Regions from separate parts of the Mus musculus genome. Here all the other regions are linked to region 2. Evidence: chromatin contacts called from public promoter capture Hi-C data. All regions are on one chromosome and are shown on one strand. Each heading gives the region's core, a stretch centred on a gene start, on an enhancer-like site or on the middle of the called end of the contact. The rest is flanking DNA. Distances are from core to core; before and after follow the strand shown. Region 1 holds the start of Aen (apoptosis enhancing nuclease). Region 2 holds the start of Akap13 (A kinase (PRKA) anchor protein 13). Region 3 holds the start of Det1 (de-etiolated homolog 1 (Arabidopsis)). Region 4 holds the start of E430016F16Rik (RIKEN cDNA E430016F16 gene).

Evidence for each region. Promoter capture Hi-C pulls out the DNA fragments that hold promoters and counts their contacts.
Region 1: a contact with region 2 is called in a promoter capture Hi-C map of pre-B cells. The contact joins the promoter of Aen here to the promoter of Akap13 in region 2. A contact is called at or near these places in 2 of 39 promoter capture datasets (cranial neural crest and pre-B cells).
Region 3: a contact with region 2 is called in a promoter capture Hi-C map of pre-B cells. The contact joins the promoter of Det1 here to the promoter of Akap13 in region 2. A contact is called at or near these places in 3 of 39 promoter capture datasets (cranial neural crest, frontonasal cranial neural crest and pre-B cells) and 1 of 484 Hi-C or Micro-C datasets (pre-B cells).
Region 4: a contact with region 2 is called in a promoter capture Hi-C map of pre-B cells, with 4 times the contacts expected there. The contact joins the promoter of E430016F16Rik here to the promoter of Akap13 in region 2. A contact is called at or near these places in 2 of 39 promoter capture datasets (cranial neural crest and pre-B cells).

Annotation. Positions count from the first base shown.
Region 1 is chr7:78,891,657-78,897,274 of GRCm38.p6, forward strand. It overlaps Aen (apoptosis enhancing nuclease), which reads left to right and starts at 4,271. Exons shown (of 4, transcript NM_026531.5): 1 at 4,271-4,358. It overlaps Gm39039 (a long non-coding RNA gene), which reads right to left and starts at 4,126. Exons shown (of 2, transcript XR_882236.1): 1 at 3,927-4,126; 2 at 2,119-2,706.
Region 2 is chr7:75,452,496-75,458,292 of GRCm38.p6, forward strand. It overlaps Akap13 (A kinase (PRKA) anchor protein 13), which reads left to right and starts at 3,039. Exons shown (of 37, transcript NM_029332.1): 1 at 3,039-3,253.
Region 3 is chr7:78,842,770-78,848,464 of GRCm38.p6, forward strand. Det1 (de-etiolated homolog 1 (Arabidopsis)) reads right to left here and starts at 4,442. Exons shown (of 5, transcript NM_029585.3): 1 at 4,338-4,442; 2 at 403-1,495. The coding sequence starts at 1,485.
Region 4 is chr7:78,714,050-78,720,212 of GRCm38.p6, forward strand. It overlaps E430016F16Rik (RIKEN cDNA E430016F16 gene), which reads right to left and starts at 4,171. Exons shown (of 11, transcript NR_015542.2): 1 at 4,031-4,171; 2 at 52-232.

The sequences.
Region 1 (5,618 bases), core at 3,021-5,520, 3.4 Mb after region 2:
TTGTGCAGCCATTTGCCAAAGCAAAACATCCAAGTCTCCTGTCCCGAATGCTTCCTCTCCCCCTCCCCCCTCCCCCTCCCCCCTCCCCCCTCCCCCTCCCTCTCCTTCACCCTCTCCCTCCCTCTCCTTCACCCTCTCCCTCTCTCTGTGTAGCTAATGGTAAACTTGAGCTTCTGGTCCCCCTGCCTCCACCTCCCATGTGCTGTGACAGCAGCGGTCCAGAAGCAGGACCAAGTTCAAGATCTGCTATGACGGTCTGAGGGACTAAACCACTTAATGACTTTACTCACACAGCCCCTCCCAACAGCACTCCAAACTCACCTGGTTTAGGTAGTGTTGGAGATCAAATCGTGCTTCCTGATTGAAAAGATGGAGAGGAAGGGCTTCCCAGAGGTGGGGTTCAACCAGGGTCCCAGCTCACCAAGTTTCTGTTAGGGAAAACCCTGATCTCTCAGGAAGGACAGATGTTCTTACTCCAGGGTTGGGAGGGTGAGCCCAGTGGCTCCCCTTACAATGTGGGCATGATCTCTGCCATCCAACCACCCAAGCGCCAGCTGTCATGAGTACCTGGGACCTCCTTTTTGTTGTTGTTTGCTAATATTTCTGTCATAAATCCAAGTAGTAACAAAAGATGTTCCAGAAATGTTGACGTCTTAAATGTGTCTTTTAGGCCAGTGAGATGGCTCAGCTGGTAAATGTGCTTGCGACCGTTCTGGAAGAACCTGAGTTGTACACCCAGGACCATGGTAGAAAGACAGAAACACTCCTTTGAGTTATCTTACATGCACACACACACACACCCCATAAGTGTGCATGCCGGACACCATGAGTTCCACCCTCTGCACCTAATACACTGGGTATGGTGGCACATGCCTATAACTTTAACTTTTGGAAAATGGCGATAAGAAGTTCAAGGACATCATTGGCTGCATAGCAAGTTGGAGGCCAACCTGGGCTACATGAGACTCTTCTAGATACAGTTGAGTGAGATGGCTCAGGAGGTCAAGGTGCTTGCTGCCACGACTGACGGCATGAGTTGGATCCCCAGAACCCTTCCATAAGTTGTCCTCTGACTCCCACCGCCCCTGTACGGCATTTGCACACCTGCACACGTACACGATAAATGGATCCAAAACCAGTAGGCCCCAAACATTCCCAAATCAACAGAACCCAACTGCCAAGTGAACGTAACCAAATCTCCCAGTATAGCCATTCTGGTGTCAGCTTTTCCCACTATTTCCTACTTTGTTTTAGAGACTTGTGACCCAGGTGGCCTCCAACTTGCTGTGTCGCCCAGGATGACATTGTACCCCTCATCTCCCAAGGGTTGGGGCTACAGGCATGTGTACCAACCACTACTACCCAGTGTGGCATCTTTTTTTTTTTTCTTCTTCTCTTTCGACAGTGGCTCCCTACATAGCTCTGGCTGGGTACCATGCCCACCACATTGTCTGTCGCTTTTTAAAAGCACACGAGAGGACTCTTTGAATAGCCTCTGTTGACCTTTACCATCCCACAGGGCTCTGTGAAAACTACACTGGTTAAGAACGTCTCCCACTATTTTGAGTTCTGGAAATGGCTTTCTATTAAAAAAAAATCGTTCTTTCCCATACAATGAGCTAAAACTCATGGATTTCCCACTCTGGCCTCTGACAAAAAAAAAAAAAAAGATCCGTTCACATTCACATTCTCTGATGTCTTGGCAATCAACTCCCTTGTCCCATAGATCAACTGGAACAAATAGCTTGTTAATTAAAATTTGGTTTCCTGCACCTCTCTAAGGTCTTGGAATTTTGGCTCATCCTCAACTTGAGAAACCTAGATTTCCTTGAAACAGCCTTCCTGGGTTGATTCAAGAAGGAAAACCACCCTCTGGTCTGTTGGCTTATAGGGCCCAGGGCCATGGGCACCCATACTTACATACTGTTCATGCAACGCTGGTTTACTCCTTTCGGAGGGGGGAGGGGAGAAGCATATCTACGAGGGCTTATGTGAAAGAAAGAGATAGCAAGGGGAATGGGCTGACGAGAGAGGGTAAAGACAGGATGGAGTAAGAGCTAAGTACAGGTATGAACACATCAATGAAGCCCACTGCTTTGTACAAATGATATGCATTCATTTAGCTTTCCTTTACATTTTTATTTTCCATTCTGTCTTTTCGGTTGAGAGCCTAGCCTTTGATAGCTGAGCAGAGCCATCTTTCCAGCCCTAACTTTATTATTTTTTTAACATATTTTAATTCTCTGAGAATTAAACATATAAACATTCAGTGCATTTTAAACGTATCCATTCCCATCCGTTCTAGATCTACTGCCCACCCTCTCCCTTCCAACCTCGGGTTCTTTTACAACTCGCTGATTCCAGTTGGTGCTGCCTGGGTTTGCATGGATGTAGAACTAGCTACCCACCGCAGCATGGTCATCCTATCTACAGCTGCATCCTGTTGATCCATCCAGGAAAGCCTGGTTCTCCTTCCCCCAGCAGCCATCAACTGTCGGTAGCCAGGGATGGGGAGGGCTTGTGAGCCACTCCAGGCTCCATGCTCATGACACGGTGACTGTGTTGATCCTGCACAGGCAGCCCCGGCGGCTACGAAGTCAAGAGTCCTGACTTGAGACATGGACATGACCCCAGCCTTCCTCCTTCTCCTCCTCTTCCTCTGGCTCTTACAGTCTTTCTGCTCAGACTTCCAAGATGGTCGTGGGCCTTGGAGAGAAGGGCTGGGCTATAGATGTCTCCGCCATGGCTGAACATCCCACAGCCGCTCACTTGCAGCTTGACCAGTTGTGAGTGTCTGTGTTAGGGGCTACCCACCGCACAAAGAAACTTCTCTAATGAGGTCTGGGGCTGCACCAGCAGAATGTTTGAGTATACGGATTTTAAGGGCAGATTGATGCTGTCAGTTTAGCAAAATAGTAGATTTGCTTCTGGGGCCCATGAGCTCCTCCGGCTTTCCCTTTTTAAACTTACTTTTAAAAACCTGTTTTGTGTGTAAGTGTGTGTGTGCATGGAGGGGCAGGGGCTGAACACACATATGCAGGCTAAAGGACAACTTCAGGGACTTTCTTTCTTTCTTTCTTTCTTTCTTTTTTTTTGGTTTTTCGAGACAGGGTTTTTCTATGTAGCCCTGGCTGTCCTGGAACTCACTCTGTAGACCAGGCTGGCCTCGAATTCAGAATCTGCCTGCCTCTGCCTCCCATGTGCTGGGATTAAAGGCGTGGGCCACCACCGCCTGGCTCAGGGAGTTTCTTGTTGATTGGGGTATCTCGTTTCTGCCTACCCTAGCTGGCCAGAGAGCTCCAGTTAGTTTTTCTGTCTCCATATATCATCTAACTGTAGGAGTTACTGAGGTCACAGATAAATACCACTGCATCTGGCTCGCCTGCCCTCCCTCCGTCTTCTTCTTCCTCTGTCTCTCCCTCTCCCCCTCTCTACCTCTCTCCTCTGCGTAGCTTTGGCTATCTTGGAACTTGCTCTGTACACCAGTCTGTCCTGGAACTCGGAGATCTACCCGCCTCTGCCTCCGGAGTGCTGGGATCAAAGGTGTGTGCAACCACGCCCAGAGCTGCCTAGGCTAAGAAGGTTCAGGGATCAAATTCAGATTGTCAGGATTACAGAGAGAGCAAGCACCTTTTTTACCGCTGAGCAACTCTCCCATTCCTAAAAAAAAAAAATCACAAAGGAATACTTAAGATGAGTGTGGTGGCAAAACGCGTGATCCCAGCACTAGGGTGGCAGAGGCAAGAGGCTCATTCACAGCTAACACAGAAAAAGCGAGGACATTATGTGAACTTGACACTAGAAAAAAAAAAAAAAGAAAATGAGAGGACAGCTTGAGATCCTGTCTCAAAAAACAAAACAAAAAATAAACAAACAAAAAACCCAAATCAAATAAATATTGAAAAAGCAGTGCAGAAGAAGCAAACCTGATTTTTTTTCCCCCAAGTTTAACGAATACTGTATTATTTCACGGACTTCTCACAACCCCAAGCCTGGAGGGGCTGCAGTTCCCCGAGGCAGATCGGGATGTGCTCTTTGAGGCTTTAAGTCTTTGAAGGTTGCGGTTCACTAGGCGTCGGGTCAGAAACCGGACGTTCCATTCGGTTTTATGCTAACCTCCTAAACGCTGCCCTATCCCGGCGCAGGCCACGCCCTCTTCCTTCGGTAGCCCCACCCCTTCCAGTTGGCACACTTACTGAGGAGGAGCAGGATCAACCAATCAGAAGAGTCCTTAGGCGGGCGCTACGCCCCAGAGAACCAATAGACAGGTAGCCGAAGCCGGGCTTGTCCGGGCAAGGAGCTTCCGCACCCGGCAAGGGTTCCACGTGAAACCTGGGAAAGCGCGGCCGGGTTTTCAGGTGAGCTAGGGGACGGCCACAGGGAGTCCCGGGCCGCCCGTTTCTGTCGCCAGCCGCCTGTGGCTCTCGGGACGGGTTGGTTTGCAACTAGGCCGGGGCGCGGCCTCACGTGGTCCTGGCCGGACTCGGGGCCGGTGGGCCTCAGGGGACGGCGCGGACGTTGAGCGTCCTCTGGACGCCTCAGCTGGTGAGCGCGGACTGTCCTCGTACTTTTGTTTTGTTTTGTTTAAAATTGGTCTGGTAAGCTTTTGGGCAGCATCGGGGACCTTTATTGCGCCACCCTTTCTCAAACTGGGATGATTATCGCAATCGTGACTTGAGGGTGGGATCTCGGGTCCTAATCCCCAAACTTTGCCTTCTACCTAGAACGGTTGATGCCATCCGGTTACTTTGTGCTAGAACAGGGTCTCGACAGACAGACAGAGACCTGGGCATGGCAGGCAGGGCATGGCAGGTGGGGCCCTTATGACAGTGACGTTTCTGGCTTTGTAGCTTCTTGGGAGCCTTCTCATCTGGAATCCTCTTGGGTCAGGGACCCTCACTTGAAGGCCACGTGCCTACCATACTGACCAGAGTTAAGATATGGAATATTTGTACGTGGCCTTGTTGAAAGGACTGTGTCCTCTTCTCTCCAACTAAGCTGAGCTCCATTCAGGGCTGCAGGCTGTGGACGTTCTCTTTGTAATTGTTGGTTCTGACATGTTCACAGGGTGAGGGACTATAGGAAATGGCTGCTTTTTATCTCTTAACACAAATACAAAAGTACAGAGACTTTTTCTCAAGGGGACCTGATTTTAGCTTCTTTCAGACCTTGCCGGCAGGGACAGGAAAGTCTATGATCAGCAGGGTTAGCACAGGTCTTCTTAGCCAGATTTTCTCCCTTTGAGGTGTGGTTTGTGGAAATGAGGAGGTTGCTGACAACCTGTTTTTAAAAGAGGGGGTGCTATTTGGAGAGTGAACGAGCAAGCTGAGAGCCATTGAGTCAGCATGGGTCACTGGGCCTCCCCCTGGCTAAGTGGACCTTTACTCACACACATGCTGGCATCAGCAAACACAGGACTGGTCTTTCCTCCTATCTTACTGCTACTTACCCTGTGTCTTGATTAGGGGTTTACTGCTGTGAACAGACACCGTGACCAAGGCAACTGTTACAAGGACAACATTTAATTGGGGCTGGCTTACAGGTTCTGAGGTTCAGTCCATTATCATGGTGGGAGCATGGCAGCATCTAGGTAGGCATGGTGCAGAAGGAGCAGAGAG
Region 2 (5,797 bases), core at 1,789-4,288:
ATGGCCACTCTATTCATAATAGCCTGAAACTTGGAAACAGCCTAGATGTCCACCAACTGATGGATAATGTGATAAATTTATACAGTGGAGTATTTTTCAGCTATTACAATCAATCATGGAATTTATGAGTAAATGGATAGAGCTAGAAAAAAAAAACTACCCTGAGTGCAGTACCATAGATTCCCAAAGACAGATATTTTAAGTTTTGTCTTATATGTAGGGGCAATATAATATATTGTTATGGAAAGATAATGGGGAAACTAGGAGGATTAAATTGAGATGAGAATAGGAGAGAAGTGTAAGAAAGGGACTGTGTGGAGGGACAAGTACTACTTTTGAAAAGCCAATGTGGAAACCTACTGTAGAAGCTTCCTAAAATACATGAACATAGGAAAGGCATCTAAAAGGAACCACTAAATAACAGGGAGACAACTGGACATCATATGCCACTCCTTAAAGCCTCCAGTGCCAGGAATGGGCGATATCTTGTTGCGTTGTTGGCCACAGGGGCCCTAATAGAAACCTTCAAGTATCACAGGCTGTTTCTACTCCCCATAACCTGATGGTAAAGGCCGGTTGCTGAAGATAACAGCTGCGTGTGTCATCACACATGGAAGGGTTGAGCTGGTGACTAACTAGAAGCTTCCCCTTTACTGACTAGCTGCCATGCTACTGGAAGCTACTCTGCAAGGTACTGGAGTAGAAAAAGTAATCATTGATGTTATCCAGCAACAAAATTTGTGACTTAGAACAATGACCTGACGACATGACATATTAGTTGAATAGTGGCACCAATGTTATGGGAGTAACCAACCACTTTGTGATTCCATGAAATGAAACCCAAACCTACATTGACTACTAAAGTGGCTAAGAACTTGAAACTTGATAGGTCCTGGGTCTAGGGGAAACCTATTATTCTTCTTCTGCTAAAGGAACATAGCAATATAACGATTCTTAGTGTCATATGGCTATACTCATAAGGGCCTTGCTCAATCCACATCAGAGAAGCTTCGTGTAGTGGATGGGAATTAACATAGAGACCAAAAAGTGCACAACATATAGAGTGGGACAGACATTGGAGCATTAGTCCTAGACGGGACCTTCTAACCAACCCCCTGCCCTCAAGGGTCAGGAAGGAGTGAGGAAGAGGAGGCAGAAAGACTGTAAGAGACAGAGGTGATGGATGACTACAAGAAACAGTGACTACCAGACACAATAGGACTGATATGCATATGAACTCATGCAGTGTTGGCACACAAAAGATTTGCAAAGGTTCAAGCCAGGAGTCCCAGCATCTAGAGGGAGGAAGGGGTCATAGGCTCCCAGCCTCTAAGCAAGAAGATATATACAATCAATATGCCCTGGCAAAGGGATAATCCGTTTTCTCCAATGCACTCTCACTGGTTTTATCAATCACACTTCAGGGCAGGCCTCATGTTCCAGTTATTGGCCAACACAAAATGGACTCAGTGGTATTTTTGTGGACTTTTTGTTTCATTGTGCTGTGTTTTGGCTTTCTTTTTCTTTTTGGACTTGATCCTGGATTTGATTGTTTGATTTCCATTTTTGTGTTTCGTACTTTTTGCTTTTGTTTTATGAAGGAAGAAGAAAAGAAAAAACATGAAGTTGGATGAGTAGGGAGGTGGGGAGGATCTGAGAGGAACTGGAGAGTGGGAAAACAAGATCAAAACATGTTATATGAAGCATCTTTTCAATTAAAATAATTTTAAAAAGGGAAAGTGACATTTAACAACAGAAAATGCCTGGTACAATCACCAGGCACTGATAATACTTTCTGTTAAATATTTTCATGATGGTAGTGACCTTGTCTGGATTAAAACTTCCCAAATGACAGTGACTTCCATTCTTGCAGTTTTTGGCAGGTCCATATCTTGTATTACTATTTTTTTTAAACTGACTTTGAAATTATATGAAGTTAATCTTTTCATATAATTCTTTGAACATTTTCTTCATTCATATAATATACTTTGGCCACATTCTCCCAACCCATCCCTCTCAACTTCTTATTCTCCTTCTGCTCTTTAAAAAAACTTATGATCCACTGTGTTCAACTTGTACTGTCCATAGCTGTGTGGGTGCTGGGTCATCTACTGGGAGATGGTTGGCCAGAGGGAGTCCAATACTTAAAGGAAACTGTCCCCCAATGGGGTATTTATCTTAGGGGTACAGCCACATAATATTTTCATATTAATATGTTTTGATCACCTAAATAAAAATGCAAGGCCAGTACTCGCAGAGATTCCATTCTGTTCCTTCCCAGTCAATACCCTTCTCCTCCTAGGAAACTACCTTTCTTACTTCGACCACAATAAATATTAAACTGCACAGAAAACCTCACATTTCTTGCGTAATATTCATAATCCCCGGCTCCCCCCCCCCCCAACTTTCTATTGACCGAAAAAATAACATGTCAAAATAGTTTGGCATTATAGGCATGTTTTCCCTTAATAACACATTACAATATGTAACTATCAAAAAGAAGTTTCTTTTTGTACCAATTAATGTAGTATCTTGGGTCACCATTGGAACATGTCCATACTTGGTTTCTCCGAAGCAACTAGATGGTTTCTGAAGTCCATAGCAACTCAAAGGCAATGATTTTGTGGTGATCGAATAGCTCAAAGTCACTGTGACAATCTTCACCCATCCAACATACTTGAGTACTTTGTGCCGCTCCACCTTGGACTCTTAAGAAGACTCTATTGAGTCTTAGCGTCAACGTGTGGTAAGTGCTCCGACTTAGGTAAGCACCAGGCGCACAGAGGAAGGGTGGCTTCCGGTGATGGGGCGGATAGGAGAAGGTGGGTGGGCATTTCCCCAGCAGCTGCTGCCAGCCACCCGACTTTGATCACTTTGCCGCCTGGCAGCAGTGGCGGTCAACCTCATCGTTCCTTAGCAACCAGAGCCAACTGCCAAGAAGCCTTCCTATTGGGCTCACAGAACATGATGGGTAGTCTAATTGTCCAATAGAAACTTTTAGGCTTGGCTCGTTGCACCGCCCACCCCGGGCCGCAGGCGGCGCATGCGCGGGTGGGCAGGTCTGTGTGCAGGGCGGTCGCAGAGCCGGAGCTGCTGCTGCTAAGCTCTTGGGCTCGGTTGAGACCGCCGTGCTTGCTCCTTGCTCCAGCCGTCACCGCCGCCGCCGAGGGAGCGGCCGCCTATTGTCCTTCTCCGCGGCCAAGGCGCGGAGCTGCTCCGGCTCGGCCCGCGGGGGAGCCCGGGGAGCCGCACGGTGAGAGCGCAACTTAGTTGAGGGAGTTGAGGGAAGTTTGGGCGTCTGAGGAGGGGGCGCGCGCGCAGCCGCCCCTCCCCCTCGGCTGCTCTCGGCCGCGCGCGCGAGCTGCGGGACGCGGGGACGCGCGGGCGCGACGCGGGTGGCGGACCCTTCTTAGCATCGGCAGCCAGGGGTGGATAGCGCGGCCGCCGATCCCGGCCTCCTCGGACCCACGTTCCTCTGCTGCCCGCTTCTGTGGCGCCGGCTGCGGCTCTCCTCTGAGGGACGGCTGCTCGGTGGGGCGCGCCGCTCGAACAGAGAGTGCGGCTCCGGGAACGAGCAGCTCCCCGGGGCAGTCAAGCCGGGTAAACACTGCGCGCCCCGGCCACCTTTGGGGGCTTTCTCCCGAGATGGGGAGGGGGGCGCGGTGGGCGCCCCGGGAACGGTGGCGCATTCGACTCCTCTGCCCCTCGAGCTCTAGTGCAAGCACTTTGAGAACTAGCGAATCACTGCTTTTCGTAAATAGGCTCGCTGACACTTAACTGGGGTGCGAGACGCACCCTCAGTTTATTTCTCGCTAAGAAAGTGTCTGTCTTTCGGCTGAAAATATTGGCTAACTCTAAGTGTCTAGACTCTACTGTGAACTCAGGAGTTCACAATGAAAATGGATTGAGCAATCTCTGAGTGTTTCAGTCTTTGCTTTTCCCCTTCATAATGAAGTTATTTTGAGAGTTCATTGCGTTGAGCAGATTTACAAAGTGATGTGCCTTTTTGTCTGTCTGTCTGTCTGTCTGTTTTTTGTTACTACCCTCATGATTTCCCGAAGTCACTTACTCATTTAAACCCCCACCCCCCAAACTTTTGGATTGCCCGGGTCAGGAGGAGCGCTCCAGTTCTTGAACGTGCATTCATTGTCTGTAAAGAAGTTCCTATCAGTCGAGATGACTCTGAGATAAACCAGTGTGTCACTTTGTACACCATCATCTCTTGGGAATCATTCCGCTGCATTTCGTTGACTAGACTTGCGCTGTAATGGTAATTCAGTTTTAGCTCCCAAGAGAGAACCCTATCATTCATACTGAAACACAATGCCTCCCCCCCACCCCCCTCCCCCCGTCACTTCATGTTAATTTTAGTTGTATTTCTTTGACATTTGTTAAACTTAAATTTTTCTTTGAAGGCTACTGCTCATGGCATTTTGCTTTTTTTTTCTATGTGAATAACATGGACAAGTGGTGTGTGGGGTTTTCTGTTTTGTTTTTGGCTTTTCTTTGTATGAAACCCAGCTTCGTTTACCTGATGAAACCAAGGAAAAATATTCTGAAGGCACAGGGATTCAGGACTCACAGTCTTTGTGCTTAATTTTCCTTTCTGGGGTGGGTGTGGTGAGCAAAGGAGGTGGACAGAAGTTGGGAGTTATTGGTTAGTTACATAATATAAACAAATACTGCAAAATCGGGTGGCCAGGACACCTTCTCTGGACTGTGGTAACATGCTACACATACTTTTGTTCTAGGGTATTTGCTTCACTAAATGGGAACTATGTGTAGTATAAATGGTCTTTTCTAGTCTTTTTACACCTTAAGGATTGTGATGGGTGGTATTTTGCTATGCTCTGTGTGTGTGTTGTTTTTTTTTTTTTTTTTTTTTTTTTTTCTAGAAAAGTCCACACAGTTGGTGTTTAGCTTTTGTTTGATTTAGGTGAGGTGATTTTCACTGGCTAGTGATAGTGTACACAGGAGAAACCCATTAATTCTGGGGCCTTGTACAAAATGACAATTAGCTTGCACATCTGTGGTGAAATTTACTTTACTTTTAGGAGACTTTGTTAATTCTCTCTTGAGATAGGGTCTTACTGTGTAGCTCAGGCTGGTCTTAAAGTTACAGAGATCTGTCTGCCTGCATGCTGGAATGAAGAGCCTAGCACCCCCCTTCCCCCCTTCCCCTCTCCCTCTCTCCCTCTCTGTCTGTGTGTGTGTGTGTGTAGGGTTTGCCTTGTAGTGTATGTTGGCTTTGAGCTCAAGGTTTCCTTGCCTTGGTTTCCTTAGGGATAGATAACGCGTGTGTATCACTTTTCCCAGCTTTAAAAACTCTTTTTGTTGATTTGTTCTAGAAAATAACTGGGATTTAAAGAGTACACTCTGGACTTAAAAAAAAAAAAAAAAAAAGAAATTTTCAGTTTTGAAATGCATCCCTCACACTCTCCCTGTTGAGACTCTTAAGCTACTGAACAGATTCATTCATGGCTCTTCCCAGTCCTTCATTGTGAAATTGGGAGGGAGCATAGTTTAGAAGAAATTCCCTGTTTGGAGTTATGTAAATCTGAGTTCAGATCCTCAGCTTTCCTTCCACGGTTTTGAAGCCTTGAGCACTGCACTTGACTCTGGAGCTTGCTTCTTTCCTTGTAAGGGGTAGTAATATTATGTTCTTAGGAATGCATGAAATGGTCTAGGAGACTTAGTACACTGTCCAATATTCTGCTTCCTGGTGGCTAAAAAGATCATTGTGGTACGGTTTTACATGGCTTTTAAAAAGTGTTTTTAAAGTGAGGGTTCCGAACAG
Region 3 (5,695 bases), core at 3,192-5,691, 3.4 Mb after region 2:
TCCAAGCTCTGTAGTCCCACTGCTGGGATTGTGGGCATTACGCCACAAGTACGCCCACCGTCATACCTGGCTGCAGTGGCAGCTTTGTAGGTTTTGTTTTCGGTGCTGAATAAGCTGCTTTCCACCACTGAGCCCTACGAACTTCCAGTTGTGCATGGAGTGCTCATTCTTCCTGCCAGAACCTGTGCGGTTCGATGATCAGTCTTATAAAGTTTAGGTGAGACTACATCTGTGTGGTCTAAACCCTGACCCTACAGCATCTGAGCTCCTACGTGACAGGGACTGAGAATGTCCTGAGGAGTAATTTGGCAGACTTGGCTGTCCACGTGGCAGTGGCTTGTCACTGACCCAAACTTAGCAAGACTTGGCGGCACAGCGCCCAGGCAGGAGCGCTCCCCGTACCTGAGACGGGTCTGTGACCCGCAGCGTCACTACGTCCTCGCTGGTGTACTTGATGAACAGATGGTTCTCGTCCAGGAGCTGCATCTTCCACATGCGCAGCTGGCGCAGCTGGTCAAAGTACTGGAAGAACCGCCTCTTCGCCATGGCACTGCCATCCTGCTCTGCCCGGCGCCAGAGGTAAACCAGCAAGCGGTGCTTCAAGGAGTTGATGAAAGGGTCCCTGAAAGGGTTGGCCATGCCTGTCTGGCTGTCCCGCTGCACCTCAGGGAAAACGGCAGACACAGTGAGCAGGTCATCCTCATAGCAGAAGCGGCCGATGGTTCGAACGTCGATAAAGGTGCCTTCAGGGGTCACCTGGAAGACATGAATCGTCTGCTGCTGCACAGACAATATGGCCAGGATGTTTTTATACAAGTAGAGCCCTTGATTGTGCGACAAGACCACTTTGTCACACTTGAATGTGCGTGTGTCACACAAACGGCCAGTGTGAAGGTCAATGATGTGGAGGGAATAGTCCTCAAGTGGGGACCGTGGATTGGGGGTCACCGACTCACTGTTCCGATACACCTCATAGAATGGAGGGTGAGGCTCGTCTGGGAGGTAGGCAGCAGAGCCCACGATGACGCAGCGGCAGTCATCTGTGAAGAGGCTACACTCCCGGTTCAAGTGCTCGCCATTGGCCGCCACGTTGGTAATGTGCAGCAGAACAAAAAAACGCTCAAAGAGCCGACCTCGGATGCTGACCGACCTCTGGTCATTGCCATTGGACAAGATCTCCCCTTCGTATCCCTGCAAGAGGTCCTCTGCTGCCTGACAGCCCTGGTACTCATAGATTTCAAGAGATGTCTGGTCAGATGAAAAGGCAATAAAGTAGCGCCCGTCAGGCGAGAATTTCCGTAAGAAACAAGGAGGCTTTTCGACGTTGACAACCGTGAAGTTGGGGAAGACGTTCTGGTGGAACACTCGGACCTGATGCCAGTGGGTGCCCGCCTTGCCTGAACTGATGCGCCGGCGTTCGAGGCGGTGAATGACATTTTGATTTTGGATTCTTCGAGGTTTAATTGTGGAAACATGATGATCCATTATAACATCTCTGCATGGGGAAAAAGAAAAAAAAAGCAGAACTCAAGAAAACGGAACAAAACATACTAACACCTCTATATGAACCTGAGAGCTTCCCGGACAACAGTGACCTGGATTCCTCTGCGATTACAGTTGCACAGTGACCCTGACATTTTGAATTTTAATATCTGAAAAGAAGGATACAAGACACGAAGAATACCTTCCAAGTATAAACTAACAGGAATTTTCGAAGAATAAGCCAAAAAGTACATCAAACATGAACAGCACAAAAATCTCCTACTCAGGGTCTAAGGGCACACAGTAAAAAACCCCACCACCTCCACTCAGGAGGCCAAGGAGGGAATATCACTTGGAGTTCAAGGTCAGGCTAATGCAGGTTGAAACCTTGTCTTTATTTCTGAGACAGGAGCTCAAGCAGGCTTTGATCTTGCTATGTAACCATGGACGGCCTTCAACTGTGATCCTCCTGCCCCAGCTCTCCAGTGTAGGGTTAAAGAGTTACGCACCCACACTTCACTTATAGGGTGCTGGAAATTGAAGCTGGGGCCTTGCACAGGTGAGGCAAAGGGTCAACTCTTTTACTTTCCCCAACTTTTTTTTTGTTTTTGTTTTTGCTTTTTAAAAAAGTTAACATTGCAGATTTCTGAGTTCGAGGCCAGCCTGGGTCTACAGAGAATGTTCCAGGACAGCCAGGGCTACACAGAGAAACCCTGTCTTAAAAAAACAAAAACAAACAAACAAAAAAGTTAACACTGGACTGCGCATATACATTTGCTGGGCTGTTATATTAAAGCAATTTGTAAATTTAAGCAATCTCTATCGAAATCCTAATGGCATTTTTTTTTTGAAAACAAAATTTCACGCTAAAAGCAGCAGGAAATCTCAAAGAGTAAAAAGTAGCTAAGATGATATGAACAGTAACACAGGTAGAGCTCATACTTCCTGCTTTCAGAACCTATTATACCACAATCAATCAATCAATCAATCAATCAAATGATTAAAAAAAAAAAACACCAAGTTCTAACACTTGTATAGACAGGCCAATGGAGAATAGAGTCCCAAAATAAGCCTTCTCTTGCCACAATTAATCTTGTCAACATGCCTGGCTTCGAAAACTCTAGGAGATCCGTGAAGCATACTTCTGGGTGTCTATAAATCAGTGCCAGAGACAGGAAGACTATGAGGGCTTTCCTCAGGTATCTAGCCAAAGGGTCTCATACATGAACAAACACCATTTGGTAGTTAATAAGGCCTGGACCAACCGCAGGCACGTGGATCTCTGTGAGTTTGAGGCCAGCCTACTCTACATAGTGCGTTCCTGGACAGTCAGAGCTACATACACAGTTAGGCCATGTCTCAAAACCCCTACCCACCTCCTACCCTGCTACCCCAGGGAAAGGGGAAAGGAAAACCTACAGGGTGAACAGAGTATTTGCTGTCCAAATATCTGGTAAGGGGTTAATACTTAACATATTTAATGAACTCTTAGAACTCGACAAATAGCCACAAACCCAGATTCAAATACAAATGGCCAACAAAGAAGGTTTGCACATCAATAATAGAAAGAGAGAGAGAGAGAGAGAGATCTATCTCAAAAGCTTGGAGGTGGTAGTAGTGTTCTGGCAAAGGCTTTCATAAAGAGCAGCATAACAGATTCCCCAGGACCACAAAACAAACAAAACCCTTACAACACATAGTCAGGGTATTGTTTTGCAATCCTTTTGTTTCAAGCTTATCCTCATACAAGCTACATCCATTGGATAAAGATCTAAAAGGCTTGCAGAGCCGCCAGACCAGAGGGAGTCAGGTCTCTAAACTACCACCTCTGGTTGTTTTTTGGAAGGAACCCTTCCCTGAAAGCCACTCGCTCATTTGCATATTGCCTAGAGCCACTTTAGCCCTAGGAAAAGAGCAGAGTGACTGCAACAGACCACACACTGAACTCTACTATCTGGTCTTTTGTAGACACTAAATTCTTCACCTTTGAGAACTGTCTCCAATATCAGCCTCATCATCCTGTCTTTGAAGGCCTTCCTTCACTTAGTGAGACATAGATTCCAACACACTAGCCACTCAATTGCAACTCTCTGTATTTTACTAATGTGTATATTTATGGTGATCTCTCTGGGTCAAGTATACACTTATCTGTTGTATGCCCACCACAGTGCTTAACACGTAGCAAGCTTCCTTCTTAAACGGTGGGCATACCTCAAGCCATCTTCTTGGCTAACGTGGGTAACCACAGGGGAACTTTCATTTTCCGGAAGACATTCTCTCCGGTCCACGCCATAAATTCTCTCGTTGCAACGTTAGTAGTGTCAAGTTTTGGGGAAGTCTTTCTGACCACCCCACCTAAAGGACTCATCTTTTTCTTGTTTCTTTCTCTAGTCATCTGTCACATTTTTTTTTTTTAATTTACACGGTCGCTTGCATGGTTGTGTTTAATGTTTGAGTCTCCTCGTTGAACTGTACCCTCTCTAATGGAAGTAACCAGGTCTACTTCGGTCACCGCGGTATACTCTTCCAGCCCTGGGGCTGGCACATGGTAGACGCTTTGGTGCGGTGCGGTCTGAAACGAAAGCCTGGCTAAAGCGGGTCACTAATTGTGTGAACGCAAGGTTTATTCCTCGTTGGAGCAAGTGCACATGTCCCCACACTCTTGGCGACTGCTTCCAAAACAAGAAAAGGATGCCAAGAGGCAGACACACATGCCCATGGTCGCCCCCGGAAAGAAAAGCCCAGGGCGGGGCCTCCCCGGGCAAAGCCGGGGGCCGGAGCTCCTGAGACCCGGCGAGCATGCGGGGAGGAGCCCGCCGCGGAGCTCTCGCGGGCCGCAAAGGGCAAGTCCTCACCTGTCGAGTCCTGGCTCATGGGGCCAGGGCAAGGGTCGCCCTAGCCTGCTCCGCGCACACCTCCCCCGGCCCCGCCCCCACCATGCCTCGGGACCCCGGCGTCGGCAGCCACCAGCCCGGGTTTCCGCCCGCTACCGGAAGCGCTGCGCAGCGAGAAGGGAAGATCGGAAGATCGAGACGCCATGCAGCTAAGGAGCGGCGCAGCGCACCCTGGCGTCCGGAGGAGAGATCGAGACCATAGAGGCTGGATAAGCCCCGGACCAAGTGATCCAAGGCACGTTCATAACTACTATGAGTAGGAGTTAAGTTTTCACCTGCTTCTTGCATACTGGTGGAAGATGGATTATACATGCACCATGTCACTGCGTTTTCCATGCTCGTGGTTGCACGTGGGGATACAATAAAAGCTTCTGTACTAAATGAATCCAATACCATTGACTGGCCTTTTCACCTACACGTTACTTCATTTAATTTTCTTTTTTCTTACAAGCTATTTCTTCCCTGTGAGTCGGTGGCTTCTCTCCTTTGTGCTTGCGTGTGTGTGTGTGTGTGTGTGTGTGTGTGTGTGTGTGCGCGCGCGCGCGTTTGTATTTGGGTGTATGGTTTATTTTTGATGCTTTGGCAGGAAACCAAACCCAAAATATCTTCTCTTAAGGCTTCTGGGTAGCCACCGCCACTGTTCACCCACCACTGTCAAATATCTGTTTCTGTTGATGTGTATTGCTTTGTTGTGTCTCTCCTCCCTTTGGTAGATTATAAACTGAGAACAGGGATTTTTGTCTTATTTTCTGTTCCAGCCCCACCTCCCACCCCATAACAAGGTTTGACATCTTATAGAATCTCAGTAAATATTCCATCAGTAATCCATTGTGGTCTATCTCTTCTGGACCCCCATGCCATCTCCATTCTATATCCCCAGCTCTTCTGAGACATAGGATATAGAATTAGAGGCTAGGTTGAGCCTTGCTCTCTCTCCCAACCCTCTCCATACCCAAAGGACTCAGAGAATGAATATCTCTGCAGACCAACACATGAGAAAGGGATATGTGTTGACTTTGACCAGGGAGAGAGGAAAATTAAGGTCTAAAGGGGAAAGGTGACTTGGGGATATAGACTGACTATGAAGAGAATGATAGGTTTCTGGCCCAGTCCTACCATTTCCAGGCTCAGTATTCTTAGGTGCTGGCTTTAGAAACCTCATGCCTTTTTCTGGAAAATGACTATACCTGCCTCTTAAGGTTATCCCAAGTATTAAACCTGTTAGCCCTAAATACTTGAAGTCTTGATAAAATATTACTAAAGCTTTCCAGCCACAACTCTCTTCCTTTCCCATGATGAAACTGAGACCCAAAGGGGAC
Region 4 (6,163 bases), core at 2,921-5,420, 3.3 Mb after region 2:
CTGCTCTGCCCCTTAGAATGAACACATTTTTGCCATGAAAACTTTAGCTACCTGGGAACAGAGAGGTGATGCTGACTCTCCCTGAAAGCACAAGGTACCAAAGCTGGAGAATACTTCATGGCTCTTCTAATCCAACTTCCAAAGTCAAAAACACAGAAGGTGGGTATCCAGACCTCTTTGTACAGTCTCCCTCACACTCTGTCAGGACTGCTGGAAGTAGAGAACTGTGATCCTAGTATTATAAAAAGACATAAACAAATACCTCTATTTACCTCAGACAGAGAAATGAGGACAGATCAAAGTATAGATGCCACCAAATTCCAACATGGTGCACTAATGAGTTTTATTGGGGTTACTTCCTTACAGGAATACGGGTGAGAGGTTACTTACAGTAGCAGAAAGACTCAAAAGCCCCTGTGCTACCACCACCACAAAAGCCCACCCCAGCAGAGGTAACGGCTCACAAAGCTGGAAACCTGGGGCACATTGCTCAGCCTGCAGGTCAGAGAGCATCCTTCTGGAGGGTTCTTTCCACCAGTTCAGCTGGTCTCTGCTTCTTGCAGGCTGCTGGGCCTGTCTAAGGGTGGCTGTCTGCAGAGTTTACTGTTTATATGCTCTTAGGACTAGAGAAGCCTGGTTAATCTGGTCAATTTCAGGAACTTCCTGAAACCATTTTGAGTTCTTTGCTTCTTATCTTAAGGAAGTTCCCTAGGGCATTTCGCCTCCCCTCAGAACATCCTGTTGTTTCATCTCCCTGTAAATATCACGTCTTAAGAAGTTTCCCCCACTGCCATATTCAGGGATCCATCCCATAATTAGCCTCCAAACGATGACACCATTGCATACACTAGCAAGCGTTTGTTGCAAGGACCGTGATATAGCTGTCTCTTGTGAGACTAGGCCAGGGCCTAGCAAACACAGAAGTGGATGCTCACAGTCAACTATTGGATGGATCACAGGGCCCCCAATGGAGGAGCTACAGAAAGTATCCAAGGAGCTAAAGAGATCTGCAACCCTGTAGGTGCAACAACATTATGAACTAACCAGTACCCCGGAGCTCTTGACTCTAGCTGCATATGTATCAAAAGATGGCCTAGTCAGCCATCACTGGAAAGAGAGGCCCATTGGACACGCAAACTTTATATGCCCCAGTACAGGGGAACGCCAGGGCCAAAAAGGGGGAGTGGGGGGGAGGGAGTGGGGGGAGGGTGGGGGGGACTTTTGGGATAGCATTGGAAATGTAATTGAGGAAAATACGTAATAAAAAAAAAAAGAAGTTTCCCCCCAAGATGGAAAGTTGGAAGGTAACTTCTGCACAACACCTGAGGACAGAGGTACTTCATCCCTCGGGGCTTGTCCTTCATTCTTCAGAGGGACCCTGCCCTTTGCAGGTACCAGGCACAGGTGACTCATCAGGTATGAGAGACTGCATGGAAGTTCTTTTTGTGTTCCCCCAAATGGAAAAAATGGCATCTTTTGAAGAATGGTTCAGAGCCCCTCCAAAGCTGCTACACTCTGAGGTGTCTGAGTAACTCAAACCCCACCCTTGCTGTGCATGCTTCCTCCATAAAGAGGATACACTAATCCTGGACAAGGTTTTGCACAACTAAAACACTCAGGAAATATTCCCACCCATGCTAGGAGATGGCTGTGACTCCAGATGAAGAAACTGAAACTCTGAGAGGCCCAGCAACTCTCCCGAGTTATCTGCCTAGTAGGTAGATGCCCAGAACCCAAAACTTCTGACCTGAAGTTAGTATGCTCTGCATCCCCATGACTGGCAATAAGGTGGCCGTCTTACCTGCAGAGGATGGCTATGGGCTATATGCTGCCTCCATGGAATTTGTTAGTGGCCAAGAGATGGCCAAAGGAGGAGGAGAGTGGGCTGAGAGTCTATCCCCAATAGATGGTGTCTTAATCACCCCCTCTGGCAAATCAAGAGGAAGATTTTGCTGATGTGATGTATCTCCCTGCATCCGGCCAGGAACCGAAGGAGCAAGGAGAGCTCACCAACCTAAAGTGCTGTATGAAAGCCCATTAATAAACCTCCTGGCAAGGACACAGTGTGCACCATTCATAAATCTGTGGCCTGTGGGAAGGAGCCATGGAGCAACCTGTGGAGTGGCCTGGAAGGGAGTCTGAGGCTGCTGAGCTCTGGACATTCTTGAAGTTCCTCTGTAAACTTGGGGTCATGGGCATCTGCACTCCGAGTGGGGGACTGTTACCAGTCTGAAGCCCTGGAGCCTCAAACCCCAAGATGAATTTGTCTTCTTACTTAGAATATAGACCAGATGATGGTCTTGCAATTCCATTATCCCAGGATGCCCAGGAGAATTCAGACAAGAGACTGGGCCTCCTTGTCAGAAGGCTAAAGGACAAACACATGCAGAATAATTGTTGAGAGCCAGGCAGCCTAAATACTCTACTCCAATGAATCCCTCAATAACTTGATAAATCCTATCATGATCATCATTTTGGAGAGGTGGAAAATGGGGCCTCATGAAAGTAAAGTCATTCCCCGCACAGAGCTAGTCAACCCAGGCTGGACTGCTCCAAGTTGTCCAGAACACGGTAGGACACAGTTAAATGTGAGAGGTACAGTTCAAACTCAGGTTGCCGGGCTCCCTGGACCTCTATGCTATTCCACAATGTCTTCCTCTGCACTAGTGCTTTTCAGCAGGGAACATTTCACTTGTCGGAAGATGTTTGACATTATGGATTGTCATAGCTGGGGAGGAAGGAGTACTGCTGTCATCCATCAGACCAAGACCAGGAATCCTGCTAAATATCCCACAGTACACAGGGTGAGCCCTATGACACAGAATTAGCTGGCTAAGATACCAATGGGATTGAGGTTGGCAAACTATGTCCCTGAATCACCAAAGACTGAATTGTTTAGCGTCTGAGCTCTTCCAGGGTCTCGGGTTGAGGTAGGGCCAGGAAGCTCAGGCCAGCAATCTCCTAAGCGCTGTGTGGAACTCTGGCACACATGGCTGTTCTGTTACGGGTTTGTAAAATGGGAGAGCAGGCAGGGCAACTTTAGGAGGGAAGAGATTCACCAAAATCAAGATGTCTTTTTGGAGAAGACTTCTGTGCTACATCTGGTATTCTACTGGCCAGTCATCTCTGTCTCACTGTGTCTAAATACCTGAGGCACTCAATGTACAAGAGTGTTTCAATGCATGCATGCATTCTGAGGTTTCAGTCCACAGTGGCTCAGTTCACTTGCTTCAGGCCTGTGGCACAGAAATCATCAGGGCAGAGGAGGCTGCTCACCGGTGGCAGCCAGTAAGCAGAGATGAAAAGAAAGGGACTGAGATACCAATCACACTTTCATGGGCAGAACCCTATGAACCTGATGCCTTTCTACAGAGCTCCACACTAAAGACTCTACTAGCTCCAAACACTGCCACAAAGCCTTCAACAAGCCTTCGGGGTATATCTAAGGTCTAAACCATAATTGTAGTGATCAATCTTAGATGCCAATGTCAAATGCTTCCCTAGGTGTTTCCAGGAAAATTTGATAGGTGTAGTTAATTCTACAATAAGCTAGTTTTGAGTAAAGGATACCTGGGTTGACTGGACTCAGTGGCTCCAAAGGCCCTAACAGTAGAGTGGAAGTCTCCCCACAAAGGTGGGTGGAAGGGTCCCACTCACAGACAGCATCGCCCTTGATGCAGGCAGAGAGGTGCAGCCTGCCCTTGGGACGTCAACCTTTCCCTGCCAGCCCGCACCACCACAAAGCCAGTTCCCAGCATCTCTTTATAGTGATCATCTCTGTCTGCTTGGCTGGTTAACCCTGCTTACCACAAGTAACTCACAATCTCCAAGGGGAGAATAAAGCTTTATGACAATTCCCAAAGTGATTTGTCCAGCAAAGCCTTGAATTTGAAGAGCATCCTGTGGGATCATACTCCAGATGTCTTTTTCTGACAAGCAGTAACACAAGGAAACTAGGCAGTTTGGCCAGTTCTTTGGCCCGGCTTCTATGGATGGTATCGGGTTCTCACTATGGACAGAGGATCCTTACCACTACATGCCATCTGCCGGTTGCCCTTCTCCACTACACAGGAGGTGGTCCTCTTGCATCCATCCTTGAGGCACATCCAACACCATGACTGAGATTTCTTAGGTCTAGACCTTTGCTCTCAGTAAGCAGAGCTGATAAGCCTCAGCCCCTGAATACGCAGCAGTCAAAACGGCATGGTTTATGCAGAGCACCTGGCACACAGTGGGTGTTCAACTCCTGTGCCAAGACCCTCCCCTCTGATGACAAGCTGTGCTAAAACAGGCCTCCTACTATATAAGGAATAAGCAGGGTTTTTAAACCACTCAATATGGGCAACAGTTGCCAAATGATGCTACGGAGCTCTCCTAGGCCCGAGGCCCGCCCTAAATTTAACAGGCCTGTGTTTACAAACCCAAATCCATGCATCTCTGAGGCTCCCACACATATCCCAGCTGTCCGCCTGAAAAATTCCGCGTGGAGAGTCTCTGGCAGAGTCTCCACCAGCTGGTAACTCTCAGAGTGTTCCTGACACTTGGTCTGAGCCTTAGGCACACTATTCACAGGCGAAACCCAGGAGCTCCTCCTTCTACCTGAAGACTGGTAGGACTCTGAGCTGGTGGATTGCAACCAGGATTCTGAGGCTAAGCCACACACGGAAGATTCTAGGAGCTAAGACAAGCCTCTCTGCAGAGCCTGGCTTTTCTCTCTCTATCCTTTACTCATTCTCTGTATGTACTAGGCTGACACACATGCACAACATCACACCTTCCTACAATTCAGCTATCCTGAAACTGTCCAATAGCACTGAACACAGCCCAGAACCCAGAAAGACACAGAAGTCTCTAGATTGGACACAGAACATAGACTGATTCTCTGAACCACGTGCAGCGCCGTAAGCCTTCCCTCGGACCTTATTTCCCTTTCCTATGGGCTATTTCTCCAACTGAGAGACACCTAAATCACCAGACAGCTTGGTAAATACAGATTGCTTGTTCTACCCTTCCCACCCCACTCCAGTGATTCTGATTAGGCAAGTCTGGAACAGGACCGGAGGAATGGGCATCTCTAAGGAGTTCCCAGGTGAAGCTGATGTCACCAGATCAGGGGCTGCTCTCAGGTTAGGGGGTGGCTGCTTTACAGATTGGATGAGTCAAGCCCACTGACTCTAAGTAATCCTGAATCAGAATGGAATCTCCCTCTGTGTGTGTGTGTGTGTGTGTGTGTGTGTGTGTGTGTGTGTGCGCACTGGGGGCGGGGAAGATGCCGATAGTGGTGAGTCTCAAGAAAGAGAAAGCCAGGCTGACAGCTGCAGGAAGTGACAGTTGACAGCCTGAGAGCACAGAAAGAGACAGCAAACTATAAAAAGCAGACTTAAGAACTCAAAAAGCAAAACGGACCGAAGCCATCTCTGTGGGATACAGTTACTATATTCTCCAGATCCAACCTCAGGAAGAACTCTCTCCAAGCCCCGTGTGACCCTGGGAGTCACAGTGAAGACCCTATCATGTGAAGGAAGCTATACTTAGGCTGCTTCCAGGGCAGGGAAATGTAAAAATTAATGTTCTAAAAATTGACATCTAATTCATCGGCAGTAAAGATCATCGGGGGTTTAATGGGTTATAAACTTGGCACTATGAAAAACTTTTCACCATGAACTAACCCATTTGCTCAGTTTTCTAGGCTCCTACCGTGTGTGCACCTGCACATATGTATATCCTGCACCCATATACAGATAAATATCTGATGTAGAAACATTCTGTGGGGTGTTGAGAGACATCATGAGTTATAGAGACCATGCTTAGCACACACCAGGTCCTGGGTTCCAGTGCCACCATCAAATTACTCCACTAATGAATGTAAGCAGTACAATTCCCCACTCCCCATACCATAGCCCCTTCATCATTTCTTCCTTGACCGTCTAGACAAGGCTGGGTCCCATCTGGAGCTCCCATTTGCATACCTAATTGTTCTAACTCTGTATTTCTCACCACACTGCAATGTAATACATTCAATAGCCTCTTTCTGAGCTTTTCCGTTCCTAGTAGGGCAGAGTGTAGCAGGTGCTTAGTGAATGGGTGTTGTTTGAAGGCATATCCTTAACCTTGCCGTATCTAAGTACACACACACACACTCACACGCACTCATTTATAAAGA